Linked DNA regions of Mus musculus: region 2 is linked to region 1. A link is a contact called in public promoter capture Hi-C data. All regions are on one chromosome and are shown on one strand. Each heading gives the region's core, a stretch centred on a gene start, on an enhancer-like site or on the middle of the called end of the contact. The rest is flanking DNA. Distances are from core to core; before and after follow the strand shown. Region 1 has its middle 11 kb from the start of Degs1. Region 2 holds the start of Capn8 (calpain 8).

Evidence for each region. Promoter capture Hi-C pulls out the DNA fragments that hold promoters and counts their contacts.
Region 2: a contact with region 1 is called in a promoter capture Hi-C map of embryonic stem cells, with 6 times the contacts expected there. The contact joins the promoter of Capn8 here to the enhancer-like site in region 1. A contact is called at or near these places in 6 of 39 promoter capture datasets (the 3T3-L1 cell line, 3T3-L1-derived adipocytes, the HPC-7 cell line and 3 more), 2 of 115 datasets of contacts at active chromatin or transcription factors (bone marrow-derived macrophages and embryonic stem cells) and 1 of 9 other capture datasets (macrophages).

The regions. Positions count from the first base shown.
Region 1 is chr1:182,269,620-182,273,378 of GRCm38.p6, reverse strand. No RefSeq gene overlaps it. Among named protein-coding and RNA genes, the nearest start is that of Degs1, 11 kb to the left of the region's middle. Within about 2 kb of position 1,573, at least 37 of the 459 cell types and tissues checked have an H3K27ac peak or open chromatin away from gene starts, as enhancers often do. A contact at or near this core is called in embryonic stem cells and liver, where this site is marked.
Region 2 is chr1:182,563,631-182,566,985 of GRCm38.p6, reverse strand. It overlaps Capn8 (calpain 8), which reads right to left and starts at 1,979. Exons shown (of 21, transcript NM_130890.2): 1 at 1,689-1,979. The coding sequence starts at 1,925. Gm46248 (a long non-coding RNA gene) reads right to left here. Exons shown (of 4, transcript XR_001779884.1): 3 at 2,933-3,062; 4 at 2,505-2,838.

The DNA.
Region 1 (3,759 bases), core at 324-2,823:
CCACATAGCTTCTCAAAGCTATGTGATGAGGATGCTTCTATGCCCAGTCGAAGAACCATGAATGGCTACCTCCCAGGGTAGGTTCTTCATCCAACACCCATCACTGCCCAGAGCCCACCCATAGCAAGCGACTTCATAGCGGCTGTCCAGTCAAACACACAGGGACCGTAGACTGCCAAGAAGCCCACCCATCCATCATCTTTGGGATTTTTTTCATAGAGATTTGTTCATGAGCCGTGTAAGAGCTCATTCCCCATCCAACTTCAAAGACTTGGAACTGAAAATAACCACAGGTTCTAGTTCAATGCTGCCATCCTTCAGCCACAGAGATGCCATTTTTCATCATCTGTCACCTTCTCAAAAATCGATTAAAAACAAGAGAACTCACCAAGCACCAAGGTCAGAAAACAATCGCAGCCTGTCCTGAAGGCTTTAGGTTCTATGTCCTTGCTGCGTGCTATCTGCCATCTCTCAAAACTTCATTCTCATACTGGTTCAGTTACAGGCCACCACACACGTTTGGCTGCCTTACAGGGATCTGCAGCCCTTTGTATCTAGTAGGGTAGAAAAGGAGATAATGAACTTTTTAAAAGCCCCCACTCAACACACCACCCACCCCTGGTCTCTTGAAAAGTAAGTTGGCTCTTAGTTCACCAACCTGGTGTCCTGATTTTGTGTGGGTAGTCATATACGGGCCACCATGCCTGAGAGCACAGAAAGAGTTACTGAGTTTACCCGTGTGGACACCATGACTAAGCAGGAATGGCAGGGCCACCTCTGTAAACACCGGGGGCAGCTCAGCCAGCTGCAAAAGCATCTACAGGAGGACCCAATTGAGGACTTTGGGAGAGACCAAGGATTGGTGGTGCAGACAATACCAGCCAATCGGGAACTGCTGTTTGGAAGGTGCTTTCTTGGGCTGGAGAGGTGGCTCAGTGGTTAAGAGCACTGATTACACTTCCAGAGGTCCTGAGTTCAATTCCCAGCAACCATGGTGGCTCACAACCATCTGTAATGGGGTCCAATGCACTCTCCTGGTGTGTGTCTGAAGACAGCTACTTGTGTGCGCATATAAATAAAAATAAATAAATCTAGAAGCAGCAACAGCAGCAGCTTTCTTGGGAGCACGGGTGGAGGGTATTAAAGGCTTGCAGGCACGTTCACATGCACTTGCTGAGGCTCTTCTCTCCTGCTCCTGGAGTCTGCCTTCCAGGCCACAGGCAACACATGTCTCTGCATTACTTGTTCTTCTATTTTCTTCTCCTTAAAAAAAAAAAAAATCCAAGCAAGTTAGGAAAGCCGCACCCTCCCAGTTTCCAAGATCATCTCCATTGAATGCACCCATTAGAAAGCAGATTGTCTGGCGGGTCCTTCTCTAGAGGAAGTCTCTTCTCTGAGACTCCAGGATATTAGCTAACTTCTCTTAGTTCTCCCTCAGAGTGATGGCATAACCAGCCCCACCCCACCCCACCCTCACCCCGGCAATTTGAGCCTTTATTCCAAGTCAAAGCCCTCCTCTCCACCCTGCGACACTGCCCTGCCCTTCCATTACCAATCCATTAGGTAAAACTGCTTGCTCACCGGGGAATCTGGGATTGGGCAATGGCAGGTCCTGTTGGGACTGATCGCTAAGCCTGAGATGTGGTCATTGCCAGACACTTTTCCTTGGTGAGGGCTGGCTCTCTCTCCTTGTTGGTGCTCCCTGCTCCCCACTCCCAGGAGAAGGTGCTATGAGTAGTCTCTGCCACCGCCACCGGGGCAGTGTGGTAACTGTATTGGGGGGGGGGCACATTTCTCCAGACCTGTCTGAGCCTGGCTGTCCAGAAGTTTACTTTGGCCCCTGTTTTGTAAATTAATAACATAAGCAAGAGTTGTTAAACCTGAGAATTGAGAGAGAAAGGCCAGTTCCACAATTTCTAAGCCAAATTTCAAGCAAGCTTTAATTAAGTAATGGACCCTGGCCAGGACCATTCCAGGGTTCCTGGGGAAATAGTCACATTTGGCAGAGGCTTTAAAAGGTTAACCGGTAACGGTATTTCCCATCAGACCCAATCAGGGGCGAGTATAAGTGGACCTCCCCCACCTACATCCAATCAGGGGCGAGTGTATTTCCTGCCCACTGTACCTCCCACCTAGAGTGATCAAGCACATCAGGTGCAGTTGGGTCAAACAAACTTGTTTAGAGGAGTGGTAATCCGCTTAAACCCCAACCTCCAGGATTTCAGGAAGTATGTGTCTTGGGCAAGGGGGTTACAGGTTACAGACATTTTGTTTTATGGATCTCTTAGTAATTAAGTAGTAATTAGAACATAGCTTTGGCTCTGGCAGAGTGGAAGACGAGCTTTAACCTAGTGCACAGACTCCTGACGGTGTAGATGAAGTTTCTGCCCTAAGCCCACGTGCCTGCCGCTGGGTGAATCTCTAGGGACTGTTTAATCCTCATGGCTTATCTTTGTGGTTCATCCAAGAACACAAAATAACGGGGAAGACTAACTTGAATAAACCCAGAGAGCCTGAGTTCAAATCACTGTCTAAAATCAAAGACTATTAACTTGGTTGGAAAAAAAAAAATATATATATATATATAGCAACTATCCTCCTCAAATTCAGAGACATCCTCCAATTAGTCTAATATATGACAGGTTTGTTTTCTTTTGTATCAATTCAGCCACCCACAGGTGACTCCAGCATAGACCCACAGTGGGTTGGGTTTATAAATTCTGAACCCACAATGTTTTTCTGCACTCTCTTGGTCAGGAAATGCTAACCTTAAAGTAAGAAAGGGGCCTGGAGAGATGAAGACTCAGCGGTTAAGAGCGCTGGCTATTCTTCCAGAGGTCCTGAGTTCAATTCCCAGCACCCACATGGTGGCTCACAACATCTATTTGATGTGACCCCCCCCCCCTTACTGGCATGCAAGACTATAATGTAAATGACAGAGCACTCATAGACATAAATAAATTTTCAAAAATCAAAGGAGAAGCTCGTAGCCTAGATAGAGCTCAGGTGGTTTGTTTTGTTTTTTAATGTGCATTGGTGTGTTTTTGACTGCATGTATGTATGTGTGAGGGTTTCAGATCCCCTGGAACTGGAGCTACAGACAGTTGTGAGCTGCCATGTGGGTGCTGGGATTTGAAATTGGATCCTTAGAAGAACATCCAGCGCTCCCAACCCCTGAGCCATCTCTCCAGCCCTAGAGGTCAAGTTCAAACAATCACTATTATTTTATTTTGTTTTGTTTTGTTTCAGAACTAGCTTAGAGACATGCGATTTTATCAGGATAACTCCAAACAGTTCAGTTTAGATGGTCTAATTGCCACGTTGGGGAAAGAGAGCCAGTGTGCCAAGGAGAGAAGGTGGTCACTGAATTAACATCTTAGTTCAAAGTGTCCTCCTAAGGGCAGGACAAGCCTCAACTGCTCGGCACAGCCATAGGAAAGACGAACAAGATCAGGAGACAGGATGGCTGGGGTAGATACTTTCTCTGAGCGTATCTCTCAGCCTACTCACCAGGCCACGGCAATGGCTTAGAGAGCAAAGAAAGTCAGGTCTCTTCATCACTGCCAGTGTCTGAGAGGTGCAGGTTCCTGTGGACCATGGGGATATCAGAATCTTAGATGGATGAACTGCACCGAGATCAGTCACAGCTGTCCCTGTCAAGATCAGTTAGCGCTGCTGCCCAAACTATTGATGACATCGTGTCCTTAAAAATTGTGCTAAAAGGCAAAACTGCTGTCATTTTAAAATGCATTGTTCATG
Region 2 (3,355 bases), core at 730-3,229, 290 kb before region 1:
CATGTGTCTCTTAACCGGGGTCCTTATTATGTGCTTGGTGTGGCTTCGCTCTTGACTAAGTATTTCTCCTTAAGATCAATATGCTGCTCAATTGCCAAGTCGAGGGAAAGGATACTTCTGGCAGAAGAAAAAAAATATTGACCAGGCTGCGCTAAGTCCATTTACACGGGGCATTACATACATCACAGGAGCTTGGGATAGATGCTGAGCCCACACGGTGAGACAAGGAGCTAAGAGCACTGGAGATCAGCGCAACCAGCTGCTGTCTCTGGGGTAGAGTTGCCGCATTTCACCCATGTAAACAGAAAAACCCTAAGGGATTTCAACCTCCCAACAGAGCGTTCATCTTGAGAATCCAAGTGTGATCTGGCAACCTTCACGTAGACAAATGTGTCTTCCGTTCCTTGAGACAAGAGCCTAGGTAGACCTTCTACTTAGAAGCATAAGAACAAGCAGAAGCAGTCATACTCCCCCCGGGTGTAGATCCAAAAGAATCACAGTCAGCTACAATAGTGACACTTGTGCACCCATGTTTATTGTAGCTCTACTGACAATAGCCATGGTATGGAGTCAACCGGGTACCTATCCACAGATGAATAAATAAAAAAATATATAGTTATGTGGGGCTATATGTGTGTGTGCAGTATTGTTCACTATAAAGAAGAAAATCATGTCATTTATAGGAAAATGGACAGAAGCAAAAAAAAAAAATCACCATTTTACCTGAAGTGAACCCAATTCACAGAGATAAATATCACATATTTTCTCTTGTATGTGTGTAAAAATAAAGGGCTATCAGGATGCAGAAGAGCAAATGAAGCAAACACCTTAATGTCCAGGATTATTAGATGCAATATATATATATACACACACACACACACACACACACACACATATATATATATATATATATATATATATACACATATATGCTCCCAAAGTAAAGAAAGGGTTATCCTCAAAAGTGCAAAGTCAAACAAAAAAGCAAGCAGAACCATTGAGAAATGAGCAAAGGTTTTAAACAGTTGTCCCTCTAGAGGATGCACCCATGATATAGAAAGCACAGCATCCATTATCATCAGGGACATGTACATCAAGACCACAGTGTGACCACACCCACCAACTTTAGGATGGCCTCCACCTCTCTCTTCTCTCCAGCCTTGGTGGAACCTTCTATGACCTTCAGTAACCCATGTCCCTCAGCAGCGATGCTATCACAGTTTGCCCCTAGCTGACTGTGTCTAACCTTGGTTTGTTCCCCTGTGTGCTGGCCCGGGGGCACTGTGCAGTGCTAAGTACCCTGTGTTCTGTGTCTCTTACACGCAGGACAATTACACCCTGAGATTTATTTCTCATTCTCCTAACCACACTGAAATACAATGGTTCCAGCCGCACTATTTTTAGGGTGGAAAAACTGAAGCTCAGAGAGCTGTCGCTCAAGGCCACATCAGCAGAGCCAAGGCCACATCAGCAGAGCCACTCATGAGGTCTGACTTGTCCAGCTCTAAAGCTTGTGTGTGTTCTTCCTTAGAAATAATGTTAGGAAGTAAGGCGGATATCAGAACTATAGGATCTGAAAACAGAACCCTGCACTGTTACTTACTTCAACTCTTGACCTGATGTGACAACTCTGTACCCTGTGTGACACTCAATTGTGCCTTGCCATGGTCACTTCCCTATTGCCTTACCGTGGGTCGCTTCCATATGATGCCTTGAGTTTCTGCAGAGCCTGGTCCAAGATCCCTGTAGCCCAAAGCTGACGGACATGCCGGGAATTCCGGGTCTTTAAATAGGACCCCTGAGTTCAAGCATTGCTTTCTCAGGGTCTCGAAGTCCTGGCCCAGATACTTCACAGCATTCTGGTTAGAGCCAAGGCCCTGAGCAGCTGCACGTTGCTTGGATATTCCAGCTGCCAGGGCTGCCATGGCCTGCCTGTGCGTCCTGTAGGTGACAGGAAAGCAGGGCTTCTGTGTCCTCTCAGACATCTGCCCTATGGGGATGCTGCCCTTTAAGGCAGCTCCCAAGGAGGTGTGGCCTGTAAACTTTGCACCTGAGGGAGGCCCTGTTCCAAAGGGACATGAGTCATAAACAGAGTCAAATATGTATCCAAGGTGCAGGCAACTCTGCCCCACCTTCTCCTGCTGTTCACTATTTGGACACCACAATGGAGGCTATCAGGAGTCTCCAAGTTGGATAGGCTGGGGTGATTTCTCCTCCAGAGACTCTGTAAGGAGAGGCCCTGCTCATGCCTTGGTTTTAGTCCAGTGGAAATGACTTAGGTCTGTGGGTGCCCAGAACAGAAAGAGACTAACCCTCTGCTCTTTCATTTTTACCGAGCATGGTGCCTTGCCTGCATGTACACCTGTGCACTACATAAGTGATCTGTCCTTGGAGGCCAGAAGAGGGCACCAGAGTCCCCAGAACTGGAGTTCCAGACAACTGTTAGCTTCCATGTGGGTGTTAGGAGTCCAACGCAGATCTTTGCAAGAACAGCCAGTGCTCTCTCAAACCCTAAGCCATTGCTCCATCTCCAACTTCTGCTCTTTTCAGTCACTTGTGTTCGTTTGTTACAGAAGACACAGGCAGCCAGTACAGTGTGACAAGAATTCTCTGAACTACTTACCCACAACACAGTCTCCCTAGTAACCTGCATTAATCGCCACCATCTCAAAGAGTGTTCTGGGGGCTGGCTGTAAGATGCCTCAGTGGATACGAGGGCTTGCCGCACAAGCAGGACAATCTACATTCAGAGGTAGAGACCAGAGAATAAGGAGTCTGAGGTCACTGTGGGCTAAATGGTGAGTTCAAATCCAACCTGGGTTACGTGAGACCCTGTCTCTAAAATGAAATAAAACAGAATATAAAATAATCATGATTCAGCAGTTCTGAGCTAAGTCTCTAGGACCCATATCAGAGTCTTTAGACCATTCACCTGCAGATGATTCTAAAGCGGGTTCACACTGGTCTCTGAACCAGACAGCCTCTGAGGCTGCCGGTCTTCCCGCTGAGGGTCATCCACGTGTTCAGCCCTGAGCTTGGTGCTTCTGAGAGAGCATGTTTACCTGCCAGACATGAAACAGACAAAAGCAGGGTTTCCCGTGATTCACCAGAAATACAAGGTCAGCATGACCTTCCAGGACAGGAGGCAGTTATACGAAAGCTTTGGCTCCTCCGTGCCTCAGGAGCCCCCATTACTCCCTCAACGCCTCTATTTGCGTTAACACTCGCTCAGTGTTGGGCTCACTGAGGGTTCACAGCTAAGTTTCCACCCTGCACAAGGCTGACCTACCCTTCCTCTAAACCAGAACCCCAGCTCCACCCCATCCCCTGACGTTGCCTGGAACACTGAAGATCC